Linked DNA regions of Mus musculus: region 2 is linked to region 1. A link is a contact called in public HiChIP or PLAC-seq data. All regions are on one chromosome and are shown on one strand. The core of a region is the stretch at or near the end of the contact, and the rest is flanking DNA. Distances in the headings are between cores, read along the strand shown. Region 1 overlaps Plekhm3 (pleckstrin homology domain containing, family M, member 3). Region 2 holds the start of Plekhm3 (pleckstrin homology domain containing, family M, member 3).

Evidence for each region. HiChIP or PLAC-seq counts read pairs in DNA pulled down with a chosen protein or histone mark.
Region 2: a contact with region 1 is called in an H3K4me3 HiChIP or PLAC-seq map of bone marrow-derived macrophages, with 2.5 times the contacts expected there. The contact joins the promoter of Plekhm3 here to the enhancer-like site in region 1. A contact is called at or near these places in 2 of 484 Hi-C or Micro-C datasets (the N1E-115 cell line and nephron progenitors), 2 of 115 datasets of contacts at active chromatin or transcription factors (the 230-238 cell line and bone marrow-derived macrophages) and 2 of 9 other capture datasets (adipose tissue and liver).

Annotation. Positions count from the first base shown.
Region 1 is chr1:64,862,279-64,869,428 of GRCm38.p6, reverse strand. All of the region lies in intron 5 of Plekhm3 (pleckstrin homology domain containing, family M, member 3), which reads left to right. Among named protein-coding and RNA genes, the nearest start is that of Gm51628, 21 kb to the left of the region's middle. Within about 2 kb of position 2,463, at least 24 of the 459 cell types and tissues checked have an H3K27ac peak or open chromatin away from gene starts, as enhancers often do. A contact at or near this core is called in the 230-238 cell line and bone marrow-derived macrophages, where this site is marked.
Region 2 is chr1:64,952,143-64,959,292 of GRCm38.p6, reverse strand. Plekhm3 (pleckstrin homology domain containing, family M, member 3) reads left to right here and starts at 2,469. Exons shown (of 8, transcript NM_001039493.1): 1 at 2,469-2,598. Gm51627 (predicted gene, 51627) reads right to left here and starts at 2,714. Exons shown (of 3, transcript NR_165472.1): 1 at 2,466-2,714.

The DNA of each region.
Region 1 (7,150 bases), core at 1,214-3,713:
ATATATATATATATATTAACAATTCTATCAAAATCTTGTGAAGAGACTACTTTTCCCAGAGCCCAACTCAGTCCCTTACTGTCAAGAGTACCAGGGTTTGGTGGGAGTTGAAGTCCTCAGAAATTAGTCAGGTTAAATGGGTTTTGATTTGTTTGACGTAACGGCATAGAACAAAATGAAATGAGTTTCCCCTTGGTGCTTTGCTTTGTTTGTATGTTAAGTCTCTACTGTCCTTGATTTCATTGAAAATTATCTCTGAATGTTTAACCCCAAGTGTCAGCTAATATAAGGGCTCTGAATCATATTTGACCTTTTTCCTTTTCCATTTTCATCTTTTCTCTTAAGTTACTTTCCAAGTTCCAAAGATGATAAATGGAAGCATTGTTAGTAGATCTAGGTGTGTTAGTTGATGGCTGTGGACTTGTAGCAGGCTTCTTCAGTATTCTCTGGTACCAGAGAACCAGTCTGTGCTGTGGTTTCCTTTGATGGATGAGACAAGTGTAGAGCTGACTCTTATCGCTTTTGTCCTTTGACTGAGTGTCAGGCCCAGTTAGATTGAGTTTGCATTGCCATGAGCAGGGCCGTGCGTGTGGTTGGCCTGCTACAGAAATGCTACTGGGCCTGGTGATTAATAGTGTTATCATGCATAGGAAGCCCCAAGCATAGCAGCCTCACCTGAAAACCAAAGAGATCTTCCACAGCAAGGACACTGTTTACACAAGGACTGCTAAGACAGATATCCCTCACTTAGTGTGCAGCTTTGAGTTCCTAATGTGGTGAGATTTGGAAGTTACATAGGAGAAATTAATAAGTAATATCTATTATATAACATTTTAGTTAAAAATGAATGCACTTTAAGAGAGAGAGAGAGAGAGGGAGAGAGAGAGAGAATATGAAAGAGTTTCCAGTTGATCCTCATTCCCTTTCCTGGGGCAGCCCCTGTTACTTACCCCTATGTTTGTGTTCCTGCTTCTGTAGTAGCATTTTTTATTTTAGCATATATGTGCTCAAGTCTCCCCCATTCTTTAGAAAAGGAACCTTTTCTCCGTCCCGTCCTGTATCCTTCTTTAGCAGCGGCCCACTTTCCTTTCTTTTAAAGCTAAGCTCTGAAAAGAGTTGTGTACCACCCTCAGACCCTCTGCAGTCTGGCTGTCTCCCTCCTGCCCAAACCACTATCTGAGGTCAGCACTGAATTCCTGTTTCTAGGGGGCTGCATGCGCCCCCCCCCCCAGCTCCTGGGCTGTGGATTCGTTCTTGCCCCTTGAGAAGCTCCCTCCCTGGGCCTCCCTGAAGCAGTTCTTCTGCTGTCAAAGTGTTCCTTCCCAGGCTTCTCCCTGGAAAGTCCTTTCTGGCACTGTTTCTCAAGGGCCAGCTCTTTTCTGTTTCCCGGGTGTGTTGTCCTGGCCTTCCTTATAATCGTAGCTCCACCTGAAACCCGCAGGCCGGAGACAGGAATTTCCTGAGCTGACTCAGGAGACTCCATCTGGCCATACCATACAGTTCCCATCTTCTTCCACAGCCCAGACACTCTCCCAGTGAGAGGGTTCCTCTTCCTTCCCCTTTCAGCAGACACAGCTTCCAGTTATGTTCCCCACTTAGTGGGGAAATGGAGGCTTCTTTGTGGCTTGCCATGACCTGAAGATTGAGGTGACAGACAGTCTTTCTGGTGGAAGGCCTCTCTTTGTAAGCTTTCATCTTCTTAGAGCTCTTTATTTCTCACCTAGTCCTTCCTGCCTTCACCCCCTTCTCTCCCCGTCAGCTCTCACCATGGCCTTGTATTACTTAGGGCACTTCTGTGACACCCCATTTCTCTTTAAGTAGATTCAGCATGACAGGCAAGACACACACATGTACTGGCTGGCTACATACTAGCTTACATACTAAATCTAAGCTCACATTGCGTGGTGTACCCTTGCCAGGAGAGGCTTACTAGGTACTGGGCATGCTCGAACCTTTGAGTGCCTGCTACTACTGCTCTTTCCACCTGGAATACCATCCAGCCTTCCACCTCCACTTCCTCCCAGTAACTCCCCACTTCCCATTCATGGAGGCCTTTCCTGGCCAGGTAACCTGCCAGCTCCCCTCACCCTGTATGTATATCTGTATGTTTACAAACTGTGCTTTTCCAAATCTTCAGTGCAGGCACACTGACTGCTGCATACTGTGAGCCCAGCATCTGCTTAAGTCAATGAAGTATGTGCTTATTTTGGATTTTGATTTTAGGTTCATAACCATAGTGACAGGTTGTGGGGTATTTGTTAAATTCATGGTAAATTAGGTAATCAGGATTTTCTGACCAATGAATGCAAATAATTACCAATGCTGTATTGAATGTATTAAGTAAAATTAATGCTGGCAAAAGTATTTTTAGGGGACACCAAATTTTGCTTCTCAGACATAAATAGCTCTACCAGCATATTCCCGGAAGAGACTGCCTCCCCTGAGGTGTCTTCCCCTGGGTAGATCTGCCTCGGGCATCTTTCTGCTGATTGAGCAGGCTCTGTCTGTCTAGGTCCTGTATAACCCATGTCCTATTTGGATTTGAAGGAGAAAAGACCCTAGGCATCCCTGCTAGTTCACTCCATTTTCTCAAGGGCCTATATCTGATGTGCAGCTTATATGACCCAAACCACAGTAGAGCAGCTCTTGGGGTCATGTGGATGGAAATGGCCTTGGCTGCCAACCTGATCTTGGTGTTTGTGTCTCACCCTGGCTTTCCTCTGTATAGTCTGACTGGAGGAAATGCTTAGAGAATGTGTTTCTAATTCAGTTTGCTTCCATGGAGAGGTGAGCAAGGGGCAGGGAGCCTTATCTGCCCTGTTGCCTTGCAATGGAAACCCATATGCCTCCTTAGGAGGCATATGAGCACAAGAGCACAGCCCTATCTCTAAATGTCTGTAGGAAAATCCCCCTCTCTTTCATTTACATTAAAAAGCATCTCTAAAGGAGATGCCTTTTACTAGGTCCCACTGGCCCCTCTAGGGAGATTTATTCTCCCTAGAGGGGCCAGTGTTTTTATGGCATCAGTGTTTTTATGTCACTACTTCCTTCCTCTTGGGGAGAAGGGCTGATTGACGTTATCTCTCTTAAAAGTCTGTATTTTAATGGCTACCACTAAATCTTTTGGACATACATCTTCTCCAGACCCAGTAGGCTCACTTCTTTTATCTTTTCTGCATATATTGAATTTTCCAATTTTTATGTCTATCATAACTGACCTCATGTAAATTATGGTGTTCAACACTGGAGCCTGATACAGGGAGACAGCAGATGACAAACTTCTGGAGGAACATAAGAGTCTCCTTTAAAGGGAGAGGGAAAATGAATTCATGCAAAATACATTTACATAGTTTGCAACATTAAATAAAGGCAGAATTACCTTCAGCTGTACAGATAATGCTGAAGGGATAGTAGAGATGACAGAAGCCAGAATTGCTTCTGTGAGAAGAATAATGAACAGGGCTTGGAAGGAAGAAGACCCCAGGAAGGAGAAACTGGAAAGTCTCTTCCTTACTCATCAGCTGTGGTCGTTAAAGCAGCAAACGAAGCACCTGTTCCAAGGCCTGCCTCACTGCAGGTAAAACACAAGGTTTTGCTTGCTTGGATAACTAAGGATTCTACCTGTCTCAAGTTCAAGGGCATGCCAGGATAATTCAGTTTACACCTACTTCCTTTATCCTATCTACTTCTAATCATAGAAACGTTAGGCTTTTAGACCAAAGAGAGTTTTAAATATCAAAACATAACAGATCTGCTCCCTAGTGTTTGTCCTTGCTATAGATCATTCCAGAACCTTTCTTCAGTCCTTCCACACTGAAGAATGGGTCTTTATACCAATGGAAGAGGTTGGGTAGAATGGCAAGATGACTGTCTAGCCCACACACTTGGGTCAGTGTATCTGTTTCTCAGCACTGCTGCCTCTTAACTTATACTTAAGAAACTTCATTATTTACATTTCAAGATGATTCCTTCCTTCCGCTCACTCCCAGCAGCCCCTGTCTTACCTATTAGAATATGATATTTCCTGTTGCTACTCTTGGAATCCCACTAAAAGACCATGTCCTAGATATGTGTTTGAGTCTCAAGAGACCTGGAAATACTTAAGTACACCTAACAAGAAGACCATACTCCATAAATACAGTATTATATTCTGGAAAAGATCCTGGAACAAAGAAGCAACGCTATTGAAATAATTGGTGAAATTGAAATAAAGTCTGTAAATTGTATAGTCCTTAATTGCTTTGCTTTGACCATTGTCCTATGGCTATGTGAGTTGTAAGCACTGGGGGAAGCTGGATCAATGCTACAAGGATATGAACATTTTACAAAGAAAGAGGAAGCATAGATACCAACTTATGTATGAATGTTCTTTTCAAAACATTCAAAGCATGAGAAAAATTGCAGACCATCAAAGTGTACATGTAGGTAGTTCCAGACAGTGGAACATAAAGAGTTAACCTTTATCTGTGCTCATCTCCCTTCCCCTCAGTTTCTGATCTGATTGTTCCATTAGTCTGTGCTAATGTTTAGCGTCTGTCTCTTCTGCATCCCTCGCACTCTGTCTGTCTCTGGATAGTTAGCACATATAGGCATAACTTGGTCATCCTTCCTCCTTGATAGCTTGATCCCATGTTGGCCAGGGCATCACCATCTACTTGCCTACACCGGATACCCAGAGTCATCTTTGACCTCTTCCTCATCTTTCACCCATTTTAAATGTTGTCAGTCCTTAGAGAAAGTCCCTTATAAGTATGTACCTGCAGCTTTCAGTATCTCTTTGTCATTACTCCAGAACGAGCTTCTGATATCTTGTCGGGAACACCTGCCAGATTCTCTCTATTTTTACTGCCCTTAGAGAGAAGGCACAGGAGCCAGTATAGTGAGGTACACCTGTATTGGTTGAATGTTGGATACTGAGGCTGGTCTCCACTTGTGGTCGTGGAGAACAGCTTAACATAGAGAAACCAGTCTCTCTCAAAAAAAAAAAAAAAAAAAAAAAAAAGAAACAAAACAAAAGCAGACTGGGAGATGCCCTGCTTTGGTAAAATGCTACTGTGTACACACAAAGACTTGAGATTAGAGCCCCAGCACCCATGTAAAAAGTTGGTAGCAGACATGCATGTCTGTGATCCTAGCACTGGAGTGTCAGAGACTGGAGAGTCTCTGAGGCTTACTGGCCAGCCAGCTCAACCATATTGCTAAAGTCCAACACCAATAAGAGACCCTGTGTCAAAAACATTGATGGAAAGCAGTCAACCTCTGACCTCCACATGCACGTTCACACAGGTGCTTTGTACTCCTACACATGTGTACACACACACTCACACACACTCACTCACTCATATACACAAAGGTCAGTGATTATTTTGCTGCCCCCCCAAAAATACACCAAAGAGCACAAATAACAGCTAAATTAAATGTTTAGTTCAAATCCACCTCTGCTTCCTGTCCCCAACTTCAAGAAACTGGAAAGAGCATAGTCCTTTGTGCTCAGAAAGTCTTGACCTTGAATCCCAGTTTCATGATCCCCGGCACATTAGTCTTTACCTCTGAGCCCTCCCTCCCCCCCCCCACCTTTTTTTTTTTAAAGAAAATGGAGTCCATATGTAATGCTCAGAACAGCTGGAAGGTAAGGTGACATTATGTATGCTGAATTAAAAGTTTTACTGTTTATTATTGCTGCTTAACACTGGGTGCTTAAAATGAGGAATGGGCTCTTAATCATCTCTATCCTGTGTGTTAATGATGTGAGGATTGGCTGTTTCCCTTGGTTCCTTAAAGTATGGTCCACTTTCCACAGCAGGGACCCTTTTCTGCAAAATCTACTGCAGCATGCAGAGCTGAACACTTTTCCTCTATCCTGTGTGCTGCCCAGGAGTTGCATCCTGCTTCCTGCCACACATCCGCACTAGCCCATTAGAGATGAAGGAGCCTGGCCTCAGGACCCAAGTTCTGTTTCCTAGAATGCAATGAATGCCCTTGTCCCTTGGTCTATGGATGGAACTGTTTTGAAACAGAACTCTTCTATTCCTACAGCTCCAACCTAGAATGACTGTTTGGTCCTCTACTAGTCAAGGCTTTGTCCAGTGATCCATAACTCTTTTATTCAGTAGTGTGGTACTGTACCTGGTATGTAATATGCATTTAATCAGCATTAGATGCATAGAGAACTGAACATATTCATCTCTAGAGTTTGGTAACTAATCTGCCCTTAATTAACGGACTGAGTAATGAATTCCCCAGCAAGTTACATATTAGGCCAGGGTTTCTAACCTTTGGTTTTACTAGTAATAGGATTTTTGCCTTCACTGTTTCCTGCTCTCTACCTATGTGTATGTTCTTTCTCTTCCTAAAACTGCCTCAGTGATTCTGATGCATAGCCAGAATTGGGATCTGCCATTCTAAAAGAATATGTACCACACATCACTCTTAACATCTTCTCTTTCCAGCATCTAGTCTAATTATCAGTTTGTTTCTATCCTTTAGCTGTACTTGGCTCCATGCTTCTTGAACTCAGATACTGAGACTTCCTCGAGTTTGGTGTTTGAAGGATAGTCATAAATGTTAGTTCAATTATTGGGGGTTTCATTTAAAATACAAGTTAGAGCTGGAGCGAAAGCACAGCATTAAAAGCTGAGGCTCACAACCAACCACCAAATTAGTGTGTAGTACCATGTGAGACAGAGAGAAAATACTAACAACTGTGAGTGAGAATTTGGTTTGAATATATAGTGTTTCCTTTTTGTTGTTTATTTATTTTGAGTCAGTGTCATTATCCAGGTTGACATCCAACCCAAGATTCTCCTTTCTTAACTTCCCAAGTACTGGGATTACAGACATATACTACCTTCTACTGTGTGTGTGTGTGTGTGTGTGTGTGTGCGCGTGCATGTACGTGCATGCGTGTACATGTATATGTGCATGTGTGTGCATGTACGTATGCATGTGTATGTATTGTTTATAACTGTCTCTACCTTTCTCTCTTTCTTGAGAGCTGCTTGCCCACAATTGTTTGTTTGTTTGTTTGTTTGTTTGTTCCTATTTACTCACAGTCATCTGTCTAGGTCCTAGAAATTAACAGCAGCTAGTGAAATTTGTTGAAGTGCTTCAATTTACAGTTTTATATTATTGTAACCACTTGTGCCCAAAA
Region 2 (7,150 bases), core at 1,220-3,719, 90 kb before region 1:
CGGGGCATGGTGGCGCACGCCTTTAATCCCAGCACTTGGGAGGCAGAGACAGGTGGATTTCTGAGTTCAAGGCCAGCCTGGTCTACAAAGTGAGTTCCAGGACAGCCAAGACTATACAGAGAAACACTGTCTTGAAAAACCAAAAAAAAAAAAAAAAAAAAAAAAAAAAAATGTTTCTGATTGCTCAAAGAGAAGCCTTTCTGGATGATAGCATAAAACGTAGGTAAACATAGTGACCCTAATGCAAATTGTAAACTAACCATTCACCTGCAGAGGTTCATAGATGATAATGAATGTCCTATTGTGATGCAGGATGCTCGGATGTAGGGAGGTGGTTCATATGCAGTGGCAAGAAGTCTGTGAGGACTCTTCTGAGAACCTAAAACTTCTCTAAAAACACAGTCTATTAACATAGTGACAAAGGCAGCAGCTGACTGCCTTTTGAGTGCTGATGTGAATGTAACTATTTTGAATTTAAAAGAACAAAATATTCCCAGATGTTGACTAGCCCAGAAGTCAACAGCTTCTCAGATGGAATTATTGGATTCCTGTGTTAGTGATCAGAAGTAAATTCAGTCATTTCACAAACATAGATTTAAAGACAATAAATGTTTGGGTTTGTTTTCTTAAATCTAAGTTGTTACACTCTGAATTTGCTTTCAGTAATGAAGTTCCAGTACAGATGATGCTGGAATCATCTTTTTTTAAACAAGGGTAAAAATCGTAACTACTTTATTGTGTTTCTTGTTTCAGTGTCTTTTAGTCTCCTGACTACGGACTATATTTGGAATTTTATATAGTAAATATTTGGGAAGCTATATGTTATGAATTTGTGTTTTAGTTAGACAAACATATCTCTACTTCTGTCCTAGTCAGAATTTTCATTGCTGTGAAGAGATACCATGACCAAGGCAACTCTTTTTTTTTTTTTTTTTTTTTTTTTTTTTTTGGTTTTTTTCAAGACAGGGTTTCTCTGTATAGCCCTGGCTGTCCTGGAACTCACTTTGTAGACCAGGCTGACCTCGAACTCAGAAATGCTGACCTCGAACTCAGAAATCCGCCTGCCTCTGTCTCCCAAGTACTGGGATTAAAGGTGTGTGCCACCACGCCCGGCCCAAGGCAACTCTCATAAAGACAAACATTTAATTGGGGGCTGGCTTAACAGCTTCAAAAGTTCAGTCCATTATTATTATGGCAGGAACTTTGCAGTGTACAGGCAAGTGCTGGAAGACCCAAGAGTTCGACATCTAGATGCCAAGACAACCAGAAGGAGACAGTCTACTTCAGGCAGCTGGGAGGAGGCTCTGATTCCATACTGGGCAGAGCTTAATATACCTATACCTTAGTATACAGCAATCTCAAAGCCGGCTTAAGTAGCAGTCACTTCCTCCAACAAGAATGTACCTACTCCAATAAGGTCACACCTCTGATAGTGCCATTCCTTATGGCCAAGCATTGAAACATGAGTCTATGGGAGCCAAATCTATTCAACCAATCACAATTTGATTCTGTACTTTTTAAAGATTTGACTTTCAAAAAAAATATTATATATCCTGTTGAGTCCTAATTCTCTCCATTTTTAAACAGAATATGGATACTGGTCATTGACTTACACGCGTTTGTTTGTGCTTTGTTTGCTTTTGTTGTTGTTTTGTTTTGGAACTCACTCTGTAGACAAGGGTGGAGGGGCTCAGACTCACAGAGATCCACCTGCTTCTGCCTCCTGAGTGCTGGGATTAAAGGTTTGTGACACCACTGCTTGGCTTGCTTTTGCTTTTGAGACAAAGCCTGTAGCTCTGGTTGGCCCGGAACTCTCTGTGTAGACCAGGTTGGCTTCAAACTCACACAGGTTCACTTGCCTGTGCCTCCTCAGTGCCAGTGCTGGGATTAAAAGTGTGTGCTACCCCGCCCCCGCCCCTCTCTTACTAAGCTTAATTGAAAAAAAAAAAAAAAAAAAAAACCGACTAAGAAGTATGCTGTGATGGCAAATTAAGACTGAAAACTGAAAGGAAGATTCATCCAACCGGAACTGCACGTCTTTGCAAAGTGGCTGGTTACCAGCAGACCTCAGGAGAGGTGACTTCTTGCCCTTCCCTAAGCCCTAGCTGCTAGACTAGGAATCCACAGCCAGGTTAGAGACATTTCCCCTCAACCACATCCTTTAAAACCGTGAACCTAACTAAAGATGAAAAGCAGTTCGTGCACCTATCCAAAGATGACAAGCAGTTCATTCCTATGTTTGGAAAGCATTATTTCTGAGAAATTCTCTTATTCTTAGCAACTGCTGCTAGCTGGCCCTGCCCTGGTAGGTTCCAAGTGACAGTTTTAACTGCAAACATCCTCGGTCTTGGGAAGAACGTGGAAGGGACCAAGCCTGGGATAAAGGCTGTAAAGCAAACAATAAGATAAGGAGGTCAGGCCCCGCCCGACCGCCTGCTCCTCCCGTAGGAGGGACCGGTCCTCACCGGCTGGAACTCTGTGTAATCGGATCCTGTTGCCGGGCTGCCGCGGGGAAGCTTTTGGGCGTGGGACCGCGAGAAGCCGCTTGTAAACAGAGCCGGGCCGGGATGGTCGGCAGCTGGAGCGCAGTCGCTGGCGGTGAGGAGGGCGGGCTGCCCGGGTCGGGGTCCTGCCGGGGGTCGGCTGCAGGCCGCAGGGGAGAAGGGACCAGAGCCGCGGTGAGCATCCTCCTCACGGCGGCCTTGGGCGGGGAGGGGGACGGGATGACGCATCCCCGGAGCTCCCCGGGGTCGCCGGGGTTCTTCCCACGCACCGCTTTCTGTTGTATTTCGCGCTGGGGATAGCACTTCATTTGTGGGTGGCTAAGTGAGGAGGAAGACATGACCTGGTGTTTATTTTTTGTGAATCAAGTAACGCAAATTAGAAAGTAGTTGAATAAGGTGATCCTGTTTCTGCGTTGTTTTTAGTAACCCCTCCCCAGCGATCATAGAAACCAAACCCCAGTAGAGCTTTTAGCCCCAGAGAAACGCTACGTTTGTTCTTTCTATTGACTGAGCCCATTTTGAATGTATAGTAAATGACAGTACAGGACTAATGATAGATTGGTCTTGTATGAAAAGCTTATTAAGCTAGAAAACAAAAACAAAACAAACAAAACAAGATAAGGAGTCCTCAGGCCCTTAAGCTGGAAAAAAAATTCTGATTTCAGAAGACAAATAGAGGCTGGGCTTATATGTATAGTTTGCAAAGCAAGGCGCCTTTACAGGTTAAAAAGATTGAGATATATTATTGTAAATGTTATTTAGTTCCTCCCCTTTTTTTCTTTGATCCATGGAACTAGAAAGAAACTTCTGGGTTTTTCCTGTAAAATATTTTCAACAAATCATAATAAATTGTGACTTGTACTTATACAGCATTATAGAATAGTACACGTTATAAGTGGTTGCTTAAAACACCAAGTAGTTTTTATTTCATTTACTTAAAGAAATACCATAGCAAAAATGAGGTCTTTAAAAGGTCAATATACATGTGTTACCTTGGTAACATAATCTAACTTCACTAGGAGTCAAGTATTAGGTTAAATTGACACGAAGTGTGTAAATGTCATGTACCAAGAAATAACATCAATAACTTGTGTGTTTGTCTTTATAGTAAGTACTTTAACAATGCTATTGTTCTGGCAAGATCCTGAAAGCTTACTTCAGCTTAAATTCTTGTTTGGTCACTTTCTCATTTCGTCATCCTGGAAAGTTTACTCAATTTAGCTGTTTCCTAATCTGTAGAATGGGAATAATAGCCACCTCATCAAAGATTCAATGAGTTATTAAATATGTATGTTTTTTTTGAGAGAGTCTCTCTATGTAACCCTGTTTAGCCTGGAAATTGCTATGTAGATTAGGCTGGTCTTGAATTCACAGAGATCCACCTGCCTCTGCTGGAATTAAAGGCATGTGCCACTTGATGTTTTTAAAGCCCCTGGAACAGTACCTAGAATAAGTGTTTGATGAGTATATCAAATTAAAATATTCCACTACTGAAAAGCAGATGAATAATTGTCAAGTGTTCGGGAAGGCGTGGAGGGGGGAGTTCTTTTTTTTGTTTGTTTGTTTGTTTGTTTTTGTTTGTTTTGTTTTTTTTTTTTGGTTTTTCGAGACAGGGTTTCTCTGTATAGCCCTGGCTGTCCTGGAACTCACTTTGTAGACCAGGCTGGCCTCAAAGTCAGAAATCCGCCTGCCTCTGCCTCCCAAGTGCTGGGATTAAAGGCGTGTGCCACCACGCCCGGCATGAGGGGGAAGTTCTTGTTGAATGGGTGGACTGCAAGATGAAAGACCAGTGGGGGTTGGGCTGCATGACAATGCTTGGCTTAGTGGTTACCATGGTAAATTTTATGTTTTGAGTATTTTGCCACAATTAAAATGGCTCAGGTATCAGTGTTCACAACATTATATGCTCAGAATTCTTTATTGCCACACAGCAGCCTCACTCACGCTTGCCTTTAGTGCTGTGACAGTACGATGGCTTGTGGTGTTTTATTTGGTAGATTCACGCACTGGAGGTTTATCAGAAAACCTGCAGACACATTGTTAATTTGACACCCAAGACTCTGGGACAGGCATAGCTCCATCACGACCTTCTGCTAACTTTGTTTTTGTGTTTTCCTCTAATCCTCACAACCATCACAGAAGTCATGTCTACCTGACTATGTATGTTATAGTACATGACACACTTGAGATTAGAGTGGAGAGGTTGTCAAGGTGGATCTAATTGAAGAGTTCCCATAAAAGTGTAGAGCTTTCTATGACTGGGAAATCAAGAAGACTCAACATACTGTAGCTGATTTGAAGATGGACGATATCATTGCTGAGGACTCTAGGTAGCCTTGAGGAATTTGGAAGGTGTAAAACTACCAAGAGTGGCCCCCTGGCTGACAACCAACAGGAAGTTACCAAAACCAGGATTTTTGTCAACAATCCAGATGACTTTGAATTTGGACTATTTACCAGAATTTCTAGATAAGAGTCCAGCCCACCTGAGCCAACACCTTAGTGACTATGAGATAAGAAGTATTTTTAAAAAGCAACTTAGTGTAAAAATTTGTTGTGTCATAATAGAAAAGTAAAATAGAATCTAGCAGAAAATGGACAAAAAACTTAAGCACACTATTATTATGGAATATTCTCAAGGCCTCTGTGTTAAAGCCTCGGTCTCTTTAGAGGCATTTTGAAAGGATGGGACTTATGAGCACTAGAAGTCAAGAGGTCAACCCAAGGGGGTTGTGGGGCTCTGGGTCCTTCTGTTCTGTCATTTTGCTTGGTGCCTCATAACTGAAGGGCTTTTGCTCTGCTGCGCACACGGACCCTGGTGTGGCCCTGCCACAGTCCCCAATACAATGGGACCAGCTGGTCATAAAGTGAAAGCTCAGAAACTGTGAGGCAAAATGAACCCTTTGCAAGCTCATTACTGTGGGACTTCCCATATAGCCATAGGAGGGAACTGGAATCAAATAGCTAATATATTAACTTGAGTTCTTTCTGTTAATCAAAGGCGCGAACATGGAAACAACAGGCAAGACTTTTCCAGCTCCCAAAGCACTCTAGCTCTCAAAGAGCTTTAATTGTCACGTCAAGCAGTGTGTCATGGAGCAGACGTTCTCAAATGCCACGAGAGGCAGACAGTGCAGCCTTTCTGAAAAACAGTGACTGAGTGTGTAAAATGTCTCAGCAGTGCTCCTACCCTTTGACTTAGCAATTCTTCCTTTAGAAGTCCAAAGGAACTTGTGAGAACAGTTACGTTCATCATGATGCTGAGTGTGCCTTTGTAAAGAACAGACTGGCAATATTATAGATGCCCAGTAACAGGGGAGCAGTCACATTATGGTGCCATCAAAAGACATGACATAATGCAAATATCAAAAAGATATTTATGAAGGGTTTTAACAGTGGAGAGGTTTCAGGCATTGCTAAGTGGGGGAAAGACAATAGAGAACTGTATTTGCGGTATGCTTTCTTTTCCTCTTTCTTGTCTTTTTCTTCTTTGTTATACAGGGCTTCCCCCCCCCCCACCCCCGTTAGAGGGTAAATAAGAATTGTTTATTTTGCCTTTATTTTCAAAACCTGAACAATGTGTAGTACTTTTTTTTTATAACCATGAAGTTCAATAAATGTTTCAAAGTTGTCTACATTATAGTGAATGCATTTTGAATCTAAAACCCTGCACTAACAATGAGAACAATAAATTCACAACTAATATAGGTACAAAACAGAGAGAAACTTTCTAAAAACATTGAGGTAGAAAACAGAATACTGGGCTGGTGTGATGGCTCAGTGGGTAAGAGTACCCGACTGCTCTTCCAAAGGTCGTGTTCAAGTCCCAGCAACCACATGGTGGCTCACAACCATCCGTAACGAGATCTGACGCCCTCATCTGGTGTGTCTGAAGACAGCTACAGTGTACTTACATATAATAAATAAATAAATCTTAAAAAAAAAAGAAAAGAAAACAGAATATTGCCCACACAAGGTTTCTCAGTAGTGTGATCAGTGCAGACTTCTGTTGGAAGAGCACTCTTATTCCTTTTTTCTTATTCTCTTTTCCTTTCCTTTTATAATTTTAATTAATTTTTGTCTAAGAAATGGTCTCATGATAGAGCCTAGGTAGGCCTGGAACTTGTGTAGCCCAGGTTAGCTTTGGACTAGTAGACTTGTTTACAGCCAGTCTGTCCTGAATTCTCATTTTATCTGAGCTAGTGAGCTTCCTACCTGGGCCTCCGGAGTGCTGTGATTATAGGCATGTGTTGCCGCCACATCTAGCTAAAAGCTCTTGTTTTCTTTAAGATGAATGCGTTTAGATGTTAGGTTAACAACCCTCTTCCCCTCCCCCTTGTTTATGTGTACAGCTAAGAAATAAGGGACTGAGGAATATGTAATTATTTGACAGAAAGGAAAAAGAAGAGCTTGTTATTAGGACCAGAAAAACCAAGCTAGATAGAGGCCAGCACCACTAGCTGTAAGCAGCCAAGGCTTATGAGTATTGAATATTTATTTGCAGATGCAAGGTGATCTCAGTATGTAGCCCTTTCAAAAGATTTGGAATCAGGTCCTGCATTTACATGTTTACAAAGCAGGCTGAGATTGATACTATTAAACTAGTTTCAGAAGGTCTGATTTCAACCTAGAAAAGATTAGTAATA